Regions from separate parts of the Pan troglodytes genome. Here region 2 is linked to region 1. Evidence: chromatin contacts called from public HiChIP or PLAC-seq data. All regions are on one chromosome and are shown on one strand. The core of a region is the stretch at or near the end of the contact, and the rest is flanking DNA. Distances in the headings are between cores, read along the strand shown. Region 1 holds the start of C2CD4D (C2 calcium dependent domain containing 4D). Region 2 holds the start of SNX27 (sorting nexin 27).

Region 1 (6,899 bases), core at 2,976-5,475:
TTGTAGCGTGTTCCAAGGTTTGGATTTCTCCAATGTTTCCTCATCATTAGATTCAAGTTATTCATTTTTGTTGCAATATTTCAGAAGCAATGCTGTGGCCTTCTCAGTGCTTCATGACAACAGAAACGTGATGCTGATTTGTCCCATTAATGCCAATGTTCCCTTTGATCAGTTGGTTACTATGGTGTCTGCCATATTTCTCCACTGAAAATTACCATTTTTACCTTTTTAATAAGTATCTTATTGGGAGGCACTTTGCAATTGTATAAATATCCTGTTTCTCATCATACTTTTGCCCATTAATTTTAGCTTTTATTGATCATTCTTGCCTAAAGCAATTATTACTGTGATAGTGGCCAGTGGTAATTTTCTAATGCCATCATCCCTTCAACATGTTTTCATTCTAACTATATGTTAAAGAAGAAAGTAAAATGGGGGGCCAGGCACGGTGGCTTATGCCTGTAATCCCAGCACTTTGGGAGGCTGAGGTGGGTGGATCACTTGAGGTCAGGAGTTAGAGACTAGCCTGGCCAACATAGTGAAACCTCCATCTCTACCAAAAAATACAAAAATTAGCTGGGTGTGGTGGCACACACCTGTAATCCCATCGACTCAGGAGGCTATGGTGGGAGAATCGCTTGAACCTGAGAGGCGGAGGTTGCAGTGAGCCGAGATCATACCACTGCACTCCAGTCTGGGCGACAGAGCAAGACTCTGTCTCAAAAAAAAAAAAGAAAGGAAAAGAAAGTAAAATAGGTTTGGTGAGTAGCTAGCAGCCGCTGCCTCAGTTTAAAAGGAGGGCCAGTAGAAGATGACAGAGTCTATGTAAAAACTCTTACTCTGGCAAGCAAAATATTCAGCTTCAGGCATATGCTAGGGTTCCAGGATCTGCGGCTAGAGCTGGGGATTCAGGGAATCAGAGAGAATGAAACCCTTTGTGACATGGAACCAGGTCAGAGAGTTGTGCACAAATTCAGCAGCAGCGGTGAGGTAGGTGGGTCAGGCTCCCTCTCTAGTACCTAGACCACATGCTTCCTAAGCCATCAGTCTCACGATGGGCAAAGAATAGGTGGACATGGATTTGAATGGCCTCAATTTAGTGCCTTGCAAAAGCTAGAGATGTAATGGAGGCCATAGCCAAAAAGCTTATGACAATAAACTATTTCCTCTCCCATATACTCACATAAAAACCTTTTCTCCTTCTGTGCTTTCACAGTGCCCATGATATCTACACTCCAGACCCAGAGTCTAAATCACTGTATACTAAAAAACTGGTTGCTCTTCATTCATGGTCAAGGAGAGTCTAATCTTCATTCAAACACTCCCAGAAGGAAGGAAATACATTCCATCCTTCCTAAGCAGTCAGGAAAAGGAAGAGGTTGGTCCAAGTGCAGTAGTGTTTACAACTAATTGATCACAACCAATTGCAGATTTCTTTGTTCCATCTCCACTCCCACTGCTTCACTTGACTAGCCTAAAGAGAAAAAAGAAAAGGAAGAAAAATAAAACAGTTGTGTTCCCTGGGTCCTACCTACTTCTGGACTTCTTATTATGGAAGTCAAGTGTCCATATTGTTAAGTCAGACTGAGTTGGGTTTTCTGTTTTCTCACACTTTTAGCGGATGTCAGCCTAAATGATGCCCACGTGTTATCTTTAATCCTCATACCAACTCTGAGAGTTTTATTCTTTCTGTTTTCCAGATGGAAAAGGTAAGCCCCAAAGAGATTAAGTTACATGCTAGAGGTCACACAGCTAGTCAGTCGCAGAATCCAGATTCCCAGCCCATCTGACTGATGACAAAGCAATGAATACTGCAGCACTCCAAGAACATGGACCCTCCCCAGAAACAACACCAGGGCTGAGCTGAGTCAGAAGCCACATGAATGGAAGGTCTGGAGGCCACCAGGGATCGCCACAAAACAAACACTTGCTTTGTTAAAATCTTCAAGTATTAGATGACACAATAATCATTGCATTCACTGGTTTATTTCATCTTTTTTCCTGCATTTCAGGATTTGTCTTATTGTTGTTTGCATGTTTATTGTCTGTCTCTCCCCTTAGACAGCTCTCTATTCTATGTATCCCCCTAGCACAGTGCCTGGTGCATTTTAGGCACTTCAATGAATGGATGAACAAATTGATTCAAGTATAATTTTGCTTACTACTTCACTCATCAAATACATCCTGATTGAGTATCTGCTTTGCACCAAGCACTGTTTTTAAGATTCTTAGTCTAGTAAGAGAGATGGACATTAAACAAATAACCACATAAATAGAGGGGGAAAAACTGTAATCAATGCCATAAAGGAAAAGTATGAGGTACTATGAAAGTGTACAGCAGGTGCCCCTAATTTAGGTGGGAGGGTGTCAGTGAGGGCCTCCAGAGCTGAAGCATGAAGGAGAAGAGTGGTCCTAGGCGAGGAACTAGCCTTGCTTCCTTTCAGAGACTGAAGGATGGTAGGTGTGTCTAGACTGCAACTGATGGTCTCATCTTGTCTGTGGTGGCCTGTGCTTCCTAAGATCTGTCAGGGATGGAGGACATAGGCCAGCTTGATCCTGACTGTTGGATCCAGCTTTATCTTCAGTATTTCTAAGTCCAGAAATCCTGAGTCTGGCCACTTTTCCTTTAGCCACAATAATTCAGAGAACTATTAGCCAGAATAATGCAGACAACTGATCACTGCAAGTCACTCTGCCTTGGAGCTATTGGAATGGCTCCAGAACAGGGCACTGGGGGCCAAGGCAGGATTTCAACCAGGAGGGTTTTACAGAAGACGGACTTCACCTGTGAGGGCTGGGGTTGGAACCGAGCACCAAAGAAGTGGCCACTGTCCACTGATGGCCGTCTCCCTCTTCTCTGTAGCCCTCCCCCACCCCTAAGCAGCCCAGTTTCAGCAGAGGAGGCCTGGGCACAGGAATGGATTGTTGCTAGAAACCTGGCTTCAGCTGGAGGAAGTCAGAAGACCGGGCTGATGGCCGCGCAGACAGAGCTGTGTTTATCCAGGAAAAGAGGTAGGACGTAGGCAGCGGAGGCCCCTGCCAGCTCCTCCCATAAGGACTGCGCTGGGGGAGCAAGCTGCAGAGAAAGCTGCTCCCCTCTGGCTCTGAAAGTGTCAGGGCCTGAGGCCAGAACCCAAAGGCGACCCACAGGTGAGGCCAGCACTCCGGGCGCGCGACGGAGAGGATCGCTAGCTCGGATCCCAGGGCAGAGGGTCGGAACACGGTGCTCTTGGTGGCTCCGCGCAGGGGTGAGGCGAGCGCGTGGTGGCGGAGCCTTCCGGAGACCGCTCTGAGGGTGGCGGAGAATCAATGCTGCCTTTGTGCTCGGTGGTTTCCGAGGGAGAAAAGGAGTGGAGAGTGGGAGGGGCGACCCAACGGCCCGGCCCCGCCCTGCAGACGCGGGATGCGGTAGGGCTGGGAGGCGCGGGAGCTGGACGGTCAGGGCTACCGGGGGTGGGATTCTGTGTCCCCGGGAGGTGCGTCTCCTTGGACCAGCCCAGGGTGTCCTGAGGTCAGCAGCCAGGTGTGTCCCCTGGCTGCCAGGAGCAGAAGTGAGTCCTCTTCTGGCTTGGAGCGACTCGAGGAGGGGAAGGAGGAGCCAGAGGAGGCAGTTGGGGCTAGGACTGAGGGATGGCTCAGGCCAGAGAAGCTTGAGCCGGGGCAGCCTGGCAAAGGGAGGAAGTCCCAAGGGGCGCCAGACTGGATCCCAGAGGAAAACCCAAGTCTTCGAAATGGGCGGGGGAGGAGGGCGTGAGCCCGCCCAGGGCGCAGTGTCCCAGGGGGTTTGGGATCTCAGTCCTTTTGCTATAATGCGGTTATTATCCTATTTGTCCTAATAGTACCCTAGGGTTCTGGTGGATACTATATGGGCCCTCTAACTCTAAGGTGAATGGGGCATCTTTAGTACCAGTGGGAGAATCTGTGTACTTGGTGACGGAGGCCCGTATATGAAAATGTGACTGACTGGCCCTTGGCTCCCTCCATTTCTTCCCAGCCCCCCAGACTGCGCCGCCCTTTCTTTTTCTGCTCAAATAGGGGTCCGCGCTCCCAGTGGGTCCGGAGACCGGGGCGCGGTGGCTGACCGCCCGGTGTACGCCAGCATCACTCACCTCTGACTCCTCTGCGCTCCTCGCCCAGCCCCGCTCCGCCGAGCACTCCCATCTGAGACGGGATTTGGACCCTCTCGGCCCTGCGGAATTCGGAATTCCATTACCCCACCCACCGCATGTGGCTCTTGGAAAAAGCTGGCTATAAGGTGGGGGCCGCGGAGCCTGCGGCCCGTTGGGCGCCTTCCGGCCTGTTCTCCAAGCGTCGCGCCCCGGGCCCGCCCACAAGCGCCTGCCCCAACGTCCTCACCCCGGATCGCATCCCGCAGTTCTTCATCCCGCCTCGGCTCCCGGACCCGGGCGACGCAGTGCCCGCGGCCGGGCGGCACGTGGCGGGGCGCGGCCTCCCCGCGACCTGCTCGCTGCCTCACCTGGCGGGCCGCGAAGGCTGGGCCTTCCTGCCCGAGAGCCCGCACACGCGCCGGCGGGAATCCCTATTCCACGGGCCGCCACCCGCCCCGGCCGGGGGACTCCCCGCGGCGCAGTCCCGGCTGCACGTCTCCGCCCCGGACCTGCGCCTCTGCCGGGCCCCCGACAGCGACACGGCCTCGTCGCCGGACTCGTCGCCCTTCGGCTCCCCGCGGCCAGGCCTGGGCCGGCGCCGGGTGTCCAGGCCGCACTCTCTGTCCCCAGAAAAAGCGAGCTCGGCCGATACCAGCCCGCACTCGCCGCGCCGCGCCGGGCCGCCCACGCCGCCGCTCTTCCACCTGGACTTCCTGTGCTGCCAGCTGCGGCCCACGCGCGAGAGCGTGCTGCGCCTGGGGCCCCGCGGCGGGCAGCTGCGGCTCTCCACCGAATATCAGGCAGGGCCCGGGCGGCTGCGGCTGCGCCTAGTGAGCGCCGAGGGCCTGCCCCGGCCGCGGTCCCGCCCCGGGAGCGGCGGCGGCGGCTGCTGTGTGGTGCTGAGGCTGCGGCCCCGCGTCCGGCCGCGGGAGCAGCAGAGCCGCGTGGTCAAGTGCAGCGCCAACCCCATCTTCAACGAGGATTTCTTTTTCGACGGGCTCGGCCCCCCGGACCTGGCCGCCCGCAGCCTGAGAGCCAAGGTGCTAGACAGGGGCGCGGGACTTCGCAGGGATGTGCTGCTGGGGGAGTGCGAGACGCCCCTCATTGCGCTGCTGCCCCCGCTGGGTGGGGGACTAGGTCCCGGGTCATCCCTGGCGCCCACCCATCTCAGCCTGTAGCCTGAGCCCCTGGCTTCCTCAGGACGTCTCCACTGTGTCTGCAGTCCACATTCTTTCCACCCTGCCCGGCTTGTATTTATTTTTGCTAATAAAATGTCCGCTTGTCCTTGGCCAGATATTTCCCCTTACTGGCACCTTACACGCTCGGGCATAGAGCCTACCGATCTTCCCTCTATCCCGGCCATACGCGGGGGGAAGATGCTCATTCAGACGGTCTGAGTAGAGCAGACCTTAAGCAGTGGTTCTCAAGCTTGAAGGAGCATCAGAATAACCAGACATCAGAAATCCTGGAAGAGCTTTTTAAATATGCAGGGTCCTGGGCTCCATCCCCATGAGATGCTCCTTCAGTAGATCTGGGCCAAGTAGGTCCTAAGGTCCCCGTCCAACAAGGCCCCCGAACAATCAGGGAGCCCTGCAATCACTGAGTCACTCTGACAGAAACCAACACAAGCCACCTTCCACTTGAGGCTGCACAGAGGAAATTAACACTCCCTTCCTGTGCCCCTCTAAAACCCACATCTGTCCTGAAGACAGATGAAATTTCTGGGTCTTGAGAGTGAGTCAGGGGATGTCAGATGAACACACAGTGCCCTTTAGTCTTCCTTCTTCCCTCTTGCCTCTTCCACACCTGTGCGTCCCTTGAGGGGTGGGGCAAGTCTGGAGCCAAGAACCAGAGAGGTGCTTGGGTACCAAATGAATGAGATATAATGTCCCAGGGATTGAAAGGGGGGAGGTGGGGTACTACCAAAGTGTGAGAACTGTTCTCAGGAATGCCAGAAGAGGCTCCTCCAGCCAGAAGGAGGTGGGGGTGGGGGGAGGTGGATAATTGTAGGTCACATTGTGTTTACCTCTACCTGAATGTCCCTGACGTCAGCAGTGACCTTCTTCTCTCTCCCTCCACCTTCCCAGGAGCCGGTTCCTCTGGACTCAGGCCAGGCTTGGAGGAGGGAGGGAGGAAGTGAGGTAGGCACTAGGCTAACCCAACTTCTTTCTCCCTCTCCCTTGGGCCCTTTCTCATTTTTCATGGTGCCAGCTGTGGCCTGCACCAGGGCTAAGCTTGCGGGATCTGACAAAATCTCAAAAACCTCAGCACCTGGACACGTTAAATTCCAACACACACACACACACACAGACACACACACACACACACACACACACACACACACACACACACACGGCTTCATTCAGACAGCTCTCCAGTTCCTTCTCCCTTCCCTGATTGGGTCCCCACCACCCAGCCCTAGGCCAGAGAACTCTTGCTCCAGGTGTCCACCAGGTGGTGGCATTGACCAAACAATCCTAAGTGCTAACTACTACACATGGATTATAACCACGTGAGGAACTGTTCCAACAATTAGTCAAGCCATTTATTCCTCCCAGCACTTTCTATTAGAGTGTAAATACTATTATTATCCAATGGGATCTTGGGCCTCGCATAGCTAGTAAAGGGAAGAACTAGGACTCACATAGCTAGTAAAGGGAAGAATTCAGGGAGTCTGGCTCCAGAGTCTGGACTCTTAATCACTTCAAGATAATACCCCCCACTGCCAGCTGCTGCCTCCCAATCAAGTCACTCTAAAAGGGGCTTCCTTCCCTAAGATGGTAGCTCTGC
Region 2 (6,899 bases), core at 2,471-4,970, 230 kb after region 1:
CAAACTATATCCACACAGTGATAATCCACCTATCCCTAATTCTGACCCCACCTGGCTCTTCAGCAACATGCAAAGCTTTCCTGGGACAACAGAGGTAAACTTTAAGAACTTGGAGGACAGACAAAAGCTCTAAGGAGTATTGCCTAAAAAATGCTTTAGGAAAATTAGCATCAACCTAACCAAGATCGAGACAAGTAGCGGGCACAGATATCCCTCAAGAACCACATCTACTTGGTTGCTCATTTCCCCTCTCACTTGAAACCCTAAAGAGAAGGCACAGACTATCGAAGAAACGAAGAAAAAAAAAAAAGAAAAGAGAAAGACACTGTATAGTTGGGGTCTCACAGAATGTACCACTAGCTTGGCTTTGGGCTGTAATTATCATTACTTCCCCTATAGTACCAAAGAAGGTTCAGAGAATTTGGAAATCAAAATACAGATAGTTGGAAGAGTGAGAAACCAATGCCAGGAAGATTTCTGATTATCACAACCTTCCAGAGAGGTCTTCTAGGCAGAGTATTCTTTTCCCCTGCCCACTAAAAGTGACAAAGTTCTCTACTTACCACAAAGGATGTGCCAAAAAGTAATGTTTTTTCTCTAGAAGGCAAAGATTTCCCAGCTTCCTAGTCTGGAACCTGAGCCTAAGGCAAGTCCTTCTACCTTTCCTAGGGGATTATCTGAGGTCTCCTTTACAGTTTATATCTAGGCTCTTGGGCAGAAGCCACAATAAAGGCAAGAAGCCACTAACTACGTATGTTGGGATGTGTGCGTGTATCTGCAAAGATAGATCATATTAACTATAGTCTCCTACAGAATTATTCTTTTTGGTTTAGTTCCTTTAGATCCTGTGAAGAGTAAATAATGTAGAACTTCATCATAAATTTATAATTATAAATGCTTTAGTTTTAAATTTAAAAATAAGAAGCTGAGTCCAAAATTAACTTCCAAAGGGAAAGGAAAGTGACAATTCCGAGACCTTCTATTGGAAGAAAACATCAGCCACAAATTTTGAGTTATCTAGAAAGAAAATAATTAGGTGCCCAAGTATAAGAAATCTGAAAGTCATTATTGTAATCCCAGCACTTTGGGAGGCCGAGGCGGGCGGATCACCTGAGGTCAGGAGTTTCAGACCAGCCTGGCCAACATGGTGAAACCCGTCCTACTAAAAGTACAAAATTAGCTGGTCATGATGACACATGCCTGTAATCCCAGCTACTCAGGAGGCTGAGGCAGGAGAATCGCTTGAACCCGGGAGGCGGAGGTTGCAGTGAGCCGAGATCGCGCCACTGCACTCCAGCCTGGGCGACGATCAAAACTCCATCTCAAGGAAAAATAAAAAAAAAAAAAAAAGAAGAATATATTGTCAGACAATACTAGGAATACTAGGAAACAGTATGTAGGACATTAATGAAACAAGAAAGCATCTATTTACAGAAAGGACAGAGGAAAGGTATACTGTCTCCAAACACTGGCCTAGGTGAGCAACTATTTCTTTTTTTTTTTTTCAATCAACTCTCCCAGGTTAAAACCAACTATTTCTTGAGGTGGAAGAGGTGAGGAAACAGAATGAATGGACACCATAGAGTAAGAATGTCAAGGATAAAGGTAGATGGCACGAGATGAGTAAGAAGGAATGGATTTCTCTATAAGGCAGATTTTCAAAAAACTATCCCCTTTGCAAACCTACTGTTTTACAAGAGGCAACAGAAGGTTGCGGAAATTACAATTAAAATAAAATTTATAAAAAATGAGAACGATTTCAAGTGGGCAAATCGAAATATGGAGGGAGAGAGTAAAAGTGTAAAAAAGGAATGCACAACATAGATTCAGTAAGCAGAAACACAGCACTGAAGACTGCTGAGGAGAACGGAGACAACGCGAGCACACACCACCTGCAAGTCAACCGGCAATCACTATCCGAATTTCAATACGAAGTACAAAAAGGCAAATGTAACACCTAGATTAGGGTAATGGAGGAGGTGTGCACAGAGATTGCAAGACAAGGCAGCATCCGGCAAGAGCATGGAGGGATGTGGTGGGGGAGGCGTATGAAGGGGGAGGGACTGCAGCAGGGGAGAGAGGGTGGGCTGCAGCAGCAGAAGGCGCCTTAAAAAACAGAAGAAAGGAAAAGCAGCCTAGGGGAGGGAAAGACTAGGACAAAGTCAAGTGTGGGATCACAGGAGGATAGAGTAGAAGAGGCAGCAGAGACGGGCATGCCCTAAAAAAGCAAAGCGGTCAAAGACCCAAAAAGGGCTTGAAGTAGTTTTGAAGGAGGAGGAGTTACAAGGGGTCTACCATAAACCTGACTAGGAGGAGGCATGAGTATAGAGCAGGAGTGAAGGCAGGAGGCCAGGGAAGGGATGCTCTCAGAGGGGTGTGCTGATGGAGACGCTAGATTCCAAATTAGGGTGTGATACGGGGCCAACCGAGAAGAGAAACTACAGTGTCAAATCCCACGCCCCCCACCCCAAAGGCATGCAAGGGTCAGAAAGCAAGGTAAACTCTTGGAGTAGAAATACAAAAAGGAGGGGAGGAAAGGGGCACACGGTGGGATGGAAAAATTTAGGGGCAGCGTAACCATGAGGAGAGGGTAACTAAGGAAAGAAAAAGGAGACGAGCGGGGAGGGATGGTGTTTCCGGAGGAAAAGTAGGAGCAGACCAGAGGTCCTGCCTACTTGGTCTGGAGGGCAGAAGGGGCAGTCCACGGGGGCGGGGGGGAGTGGTAGAGAACGAAACTGCGATGCTGAAGATGAGAACTTGGGGAGGACACGGTACTGGCTGGATCAGAAAACGAAACGCCGTCAGTAAGGAGCAGATGAGGTTCCTTCTGAGCAAGACGAGGGGGAGTGAGGAGCAGAATGCAGCACGCCAAACGGGAAGGCAAAGGGGCGGAGAAGAGCCCAGAGTAATCGGGGCACAGGGAGGAGCAATGGGGGCGCAAGGGCATCAGCTGGAGACGACGGGGTGGGAGACCGGCGTCGCAGAAGCCCCGGGGCGGGTGGTGGGAGGGCAGCCCACAAGGAGGGGCCCGGCTGCGGAGGCCTGAGGGGCGGGGGTCCGGAGGCCGGCTCGGAGCTCGGGGGAGGTGCGGCCTGGGGGTGACAAGGGTAGCGAGGAGTGCAGGGGCAGGAGGGGCGCGGGGAGGATGGGGCGGCGGGTAGCCCCGATACTCACACCTCCAGGATGCGGTCCCCCTTGCGCACCCCGGCCCGATCGGCCGCCCCCCCGGGCAGCACGGCGCTCACATGCTGCAGCGGCGCGTACAGCTCCCCGTTGATGCTCCGCAGTTGCCCGCCCTCGCTCACTTGGCCCCGCACGTTGAAGCCGTAGCCGGACTCGGACTTGACGATGCGCACGACCCGCGGGCCGCCGCCTCCCCCGCCGCCGTTCCCGGCGCAGTGGAGCCCAGACCCCCCGCCGCCGCCGCCACCTCCGTTCCTGTGAGGGGCTGAGGGGTGAATCCCTTCCCCGTCCTCGTCCGCCATCTTGCGAGCAGGCGAGCCGTACCCCCGCCCCCTACGCCTCCAAGGCCTCCCGGCGCGTGCTCGCCCTGCCCGGCAGCCGCACGACCCCCGACGCGCGCGCCCGATCCGCCGGCCGCGGGACCGACTCGGCCACCGAGCTGCTGGCACGGGGTGAAGAGGAGGCAGGGGGCGGGCGAAAAGCGGACAGTCGGGCACTGTGGGGCCTCCTGGGAGTTGTAGTTTATGGGTGGCGGGGGCGGGGAGCGGTCTGGGCCCGGGCCTGAGCCGAGGTTATAAGACGCAGTTCGGAAGCAAGGCCTGCCGGGAGTTGTAGTTTATCTTTCATGCTGGGTTAGGAGTTTGATCTGCTGGGTGGGGAGAGTATAACCCAGCACCCAGCGTGGTAAAATGATTCAGTTCTTGATGCGGACCAAGTTTTTCGCCCCCCCCTTTCATTTCATAACCTCTAAAAAACAATAATGTTAGAATAACTTAACGTTTGTGATTCAACACAGTCTTAAATTATATCAACTCATTTTTTGGCACAGTAACTTATATGTTGACCAGGGCCCAACAACCTGTGAGGCAACCGGATCACGATTAGCTTCCCTATTTTACGTTATTAGGAAACAACCTTAGAGTGCTCAAAGTCATCCAGCTACTAAGTATCAGGAACTAAGGCCCAGTTATTGTGCAACTTTCTTGTCCTGTATTGCAACTACAGTCATGTGCCACATAAGGACATTTTGGTCTACAATGGACTGCAAACACGAGGGAGGCCCCCTAAGATGATAATGGAGCTGAAAAATGTCTATCACCTAGTGACACAGTAGCCACCATAAGGTCATAGCACAAGCATTACTCACATGTTTGGAGTGATGCTGGTGTTAACAAACCTGCACTGCCAGTCATGTGAAAGTATAGCACATATGATTATGTACAGTACATAATACTTGATAATGGTAAGAACTATGTTACTAGTTTATGAATTCACTGTAGTTTTTATCACTATTTTAGAGTGTACTCCTACTTTTTTTTTTAAGTTAACTGTAAAGCAGCCTCAGGCAGGTCCTTCAGAAGGTATTCTAGGTATTCTAAGTATTGTGATTTTTTTCCACGTATTCCAAGTATTGTGTTTTTTTGTTTTGTTTTGTTTTTTTGTTTTTAAGATGGAGTTTCGCTCTTATCGCCCAGGCTGGAATGCAATGGCACGATATCGGCTCACTGCAACCTCTGCCTCCCAGGTTCAAGTGATTCTCCTGCCTCAGCCTCCCAAATCCCTTGCGATTAAACGCATGCACCACCATGCCTGGCTAATTTTTTTGTATTTTTAGTAGAGACAGGGTTTCACCATGTTGGCCAAGCTGGTCTCGAACACCTGACCTCAGGTGATCCACCCACCTCAGCCTCCCAAAGTGCTGGAATTACAGGTGTGAGCCACTGTGCCTGGCCCCAGTTATTGTTACCATCAGATGACAGCTCTGTGCATGTTATTACCCATGAAGACTTTCCAGTGAGACAAGAGATGGAGGTGGAAGACAGTGAAATTGATGATCCAGATCTGGTGTAGGCATAGGCTATGTTTGTGTTTAAGTCTTAGTTTTTAACCAAAAAAAAAAGTTTAAAACATAAAATTAAAAATTGCCTTAAATAGAAAAAAAGCTTATGGAATAAAGATATAAAGAAAGAAAATATTTTGTACATCTGTACAATGTGTTTGTCTTTTAAGCTAACTGTTATTACAAAAGAGTCCCCCCAAATTTTTAAAGGCTGGGTGTGGTGGCTCATGCCTGTAATACCAGCACTTTGGGAGACCGAGGTGGGAGGATTCCTTGAGCCCAGGAGTTCAAGACCAAACTGGGCAACATAGTGAGACCCCATCTCAACAAAAAATAAAAAATTAGCTGGTGGCTGAGCGAGACTGTATCTAAAAAAAAAAAAAAAAAAAAGCAGCTGGGCATGATGGCACATACCTGTAGTCCCAGCTACTTAGGAGGTTTAGGTGGGAGGATCGCTTCAGCCTAGGAGGTCAAGGCTGCAGAGAGCTGAGATCACACCACTGTACTCCAGCCTGACCATCAGAGTGAGATCCTGTCTCAAAAAAACAAAGATGAGATCTCACAAAATATGGGATGAGGACTCAAAGTCATTATAATTAGAACATAAAAATTAATGTGACCTTATTTTACACAAGCTAATGAAGAAGGATCTTGACTAGTTACACAATAAAGTTGGTATAAGAGTTTTGCTCCAAAATAATAGTGGCATTTGGATTGAATATGAATAATTTGGTTTGAACTGAGCACTGGATGGGGAAAGCAAGGCATCAGAGAAAGGAAAAAGAAGGGAGCCTCCCCTAAAAGAGTTATTTTTTCATTGGTTTATTAGATAAAAATATACTGAATGCCTACTCTGAATTAGATAAAAATATACTGAATGTCCCTGAAAGGCAACAGGACATGGTCAAACTTACAAATACACATATTCCTCAAACTGAAGGCGATTCCACTTCCAGGAGTTCATTCTACTGTTACACTTGCACATGTGTGAAGTGATGTTTTTATGAAGTTAAGTCATTGCAGCATTGTTTGTATTCACAAAAGACTGAAAACAACCTAATGTTTATTCGTTAAATCATAATGTATCCCCAATGGAAAATTGAATCAATGTAAACCCAGAATAAGGAAGCTCTGTATGCACTTACATGGAATGATCATATCATCAATACTATATATGATTTGGTGAAAACAAAGTGCAGCACAATCTATACAACATGATACTATTTGTATATAAAACGGGAACCATGGGCCAGGCACGGTGGCTCACGCCTGTAATCCCAACACTTTGGGAGGCCGAGGTGGGTGGATCACCTGAGGTCAGGAGTTTGAGACCAGCCTGGCTAACATGGCGAAACCCCGTCTCCACTAAAAATACAAAAATTAGCCGGGTGTGGTGGTGCACACCTGTAGTCCCAGCTACTCGGGAGGCTGAGGCAGAAGAATCACTTGAACCGGGGAGGTGGAGGTTGCAGTGAGCTGAGATTGTGCCACTGCACTCCAGCCTGGGCAACAGAGCGAGACTCTGTCTCAAAAACAAACAAAACAAAACAAACACAAAAATTAGCCGGGCATGATGGCAGGTGCCTGTATTCATCAGAAGGCTGAGGCAGGAGAATCGCTTGAACCTGGGAGGTGGAGGTTGCAGTGAGCCAAGATCACGCCACTGCACTCCAGCCTGGCGACAGAGCAAGACTCCATCTAAAAAGATAATAATAAAATAAAAGGGAACCATATATATTTTTATATCTCTAGAAGTATTCACAAGAAATTGATAACACTGATTGCTGCTGGGGAGGGAGACTGGATAGCTAGGGTGTCAGAGGCAGGGACAGAGGTAGGAGAGAGACTTTTCACTTTATACCTTTATGTAACTTCT

What was found. HiChIP or PLAC-seq counts read pairs in DNA pulled down with a chosen protein or histone mark.
Region 2: an H3K4me3 HiChIP or PLAC-seq map of stem cell-derived excitatory neurons shows a contact between it and region 1, with 3 times the contacts expected there. The contact joins the promoter of SNX27 here to the promoter of C2CD4D in region 1. A contact is called at or near these places in 1 of 7 Hi-C or Micro-C datasets (induced pluripotent stem cells) and 1 of 1 datasets of contacts at active chromatin or transcription factors (stem cell-derived excitatory neurons).

Annotation. Positions count from the first base shown.
Region 1 is chr1:97,362,145-97,369,043 of NHGRI_mPanTro3-v2.0_pri, forward strand. C2CD4D (C2 calcium dependent domain containing 4D) reads left to right here and starts at 4,226. Exons shown (of 1, transcript XM_016927235.4): 1 at 4,226-5,397. The coding sequence starts at 4,226. The coding sequence ends at 5,287. It overlaps LOC134808776 (a long non-coding RNA gene), which reads right to left and starts at 4,189. Exons shown (of 4, transcript XR_010152513.1): 1 at 4,110-4,189; 2 at 1,184-1,474.
Region 2 is chr1:97,592,053-97,598,951 of NHGRI_mPanTro3-v2.0_pri, forward strand. SNX27 (sorting nexin 27) reads right to left here and starts at 3,721. Exons shown (of 12, transcript XM_003949545.6): 1 at 3,175-3,721. The coding sequence starts at 3,485.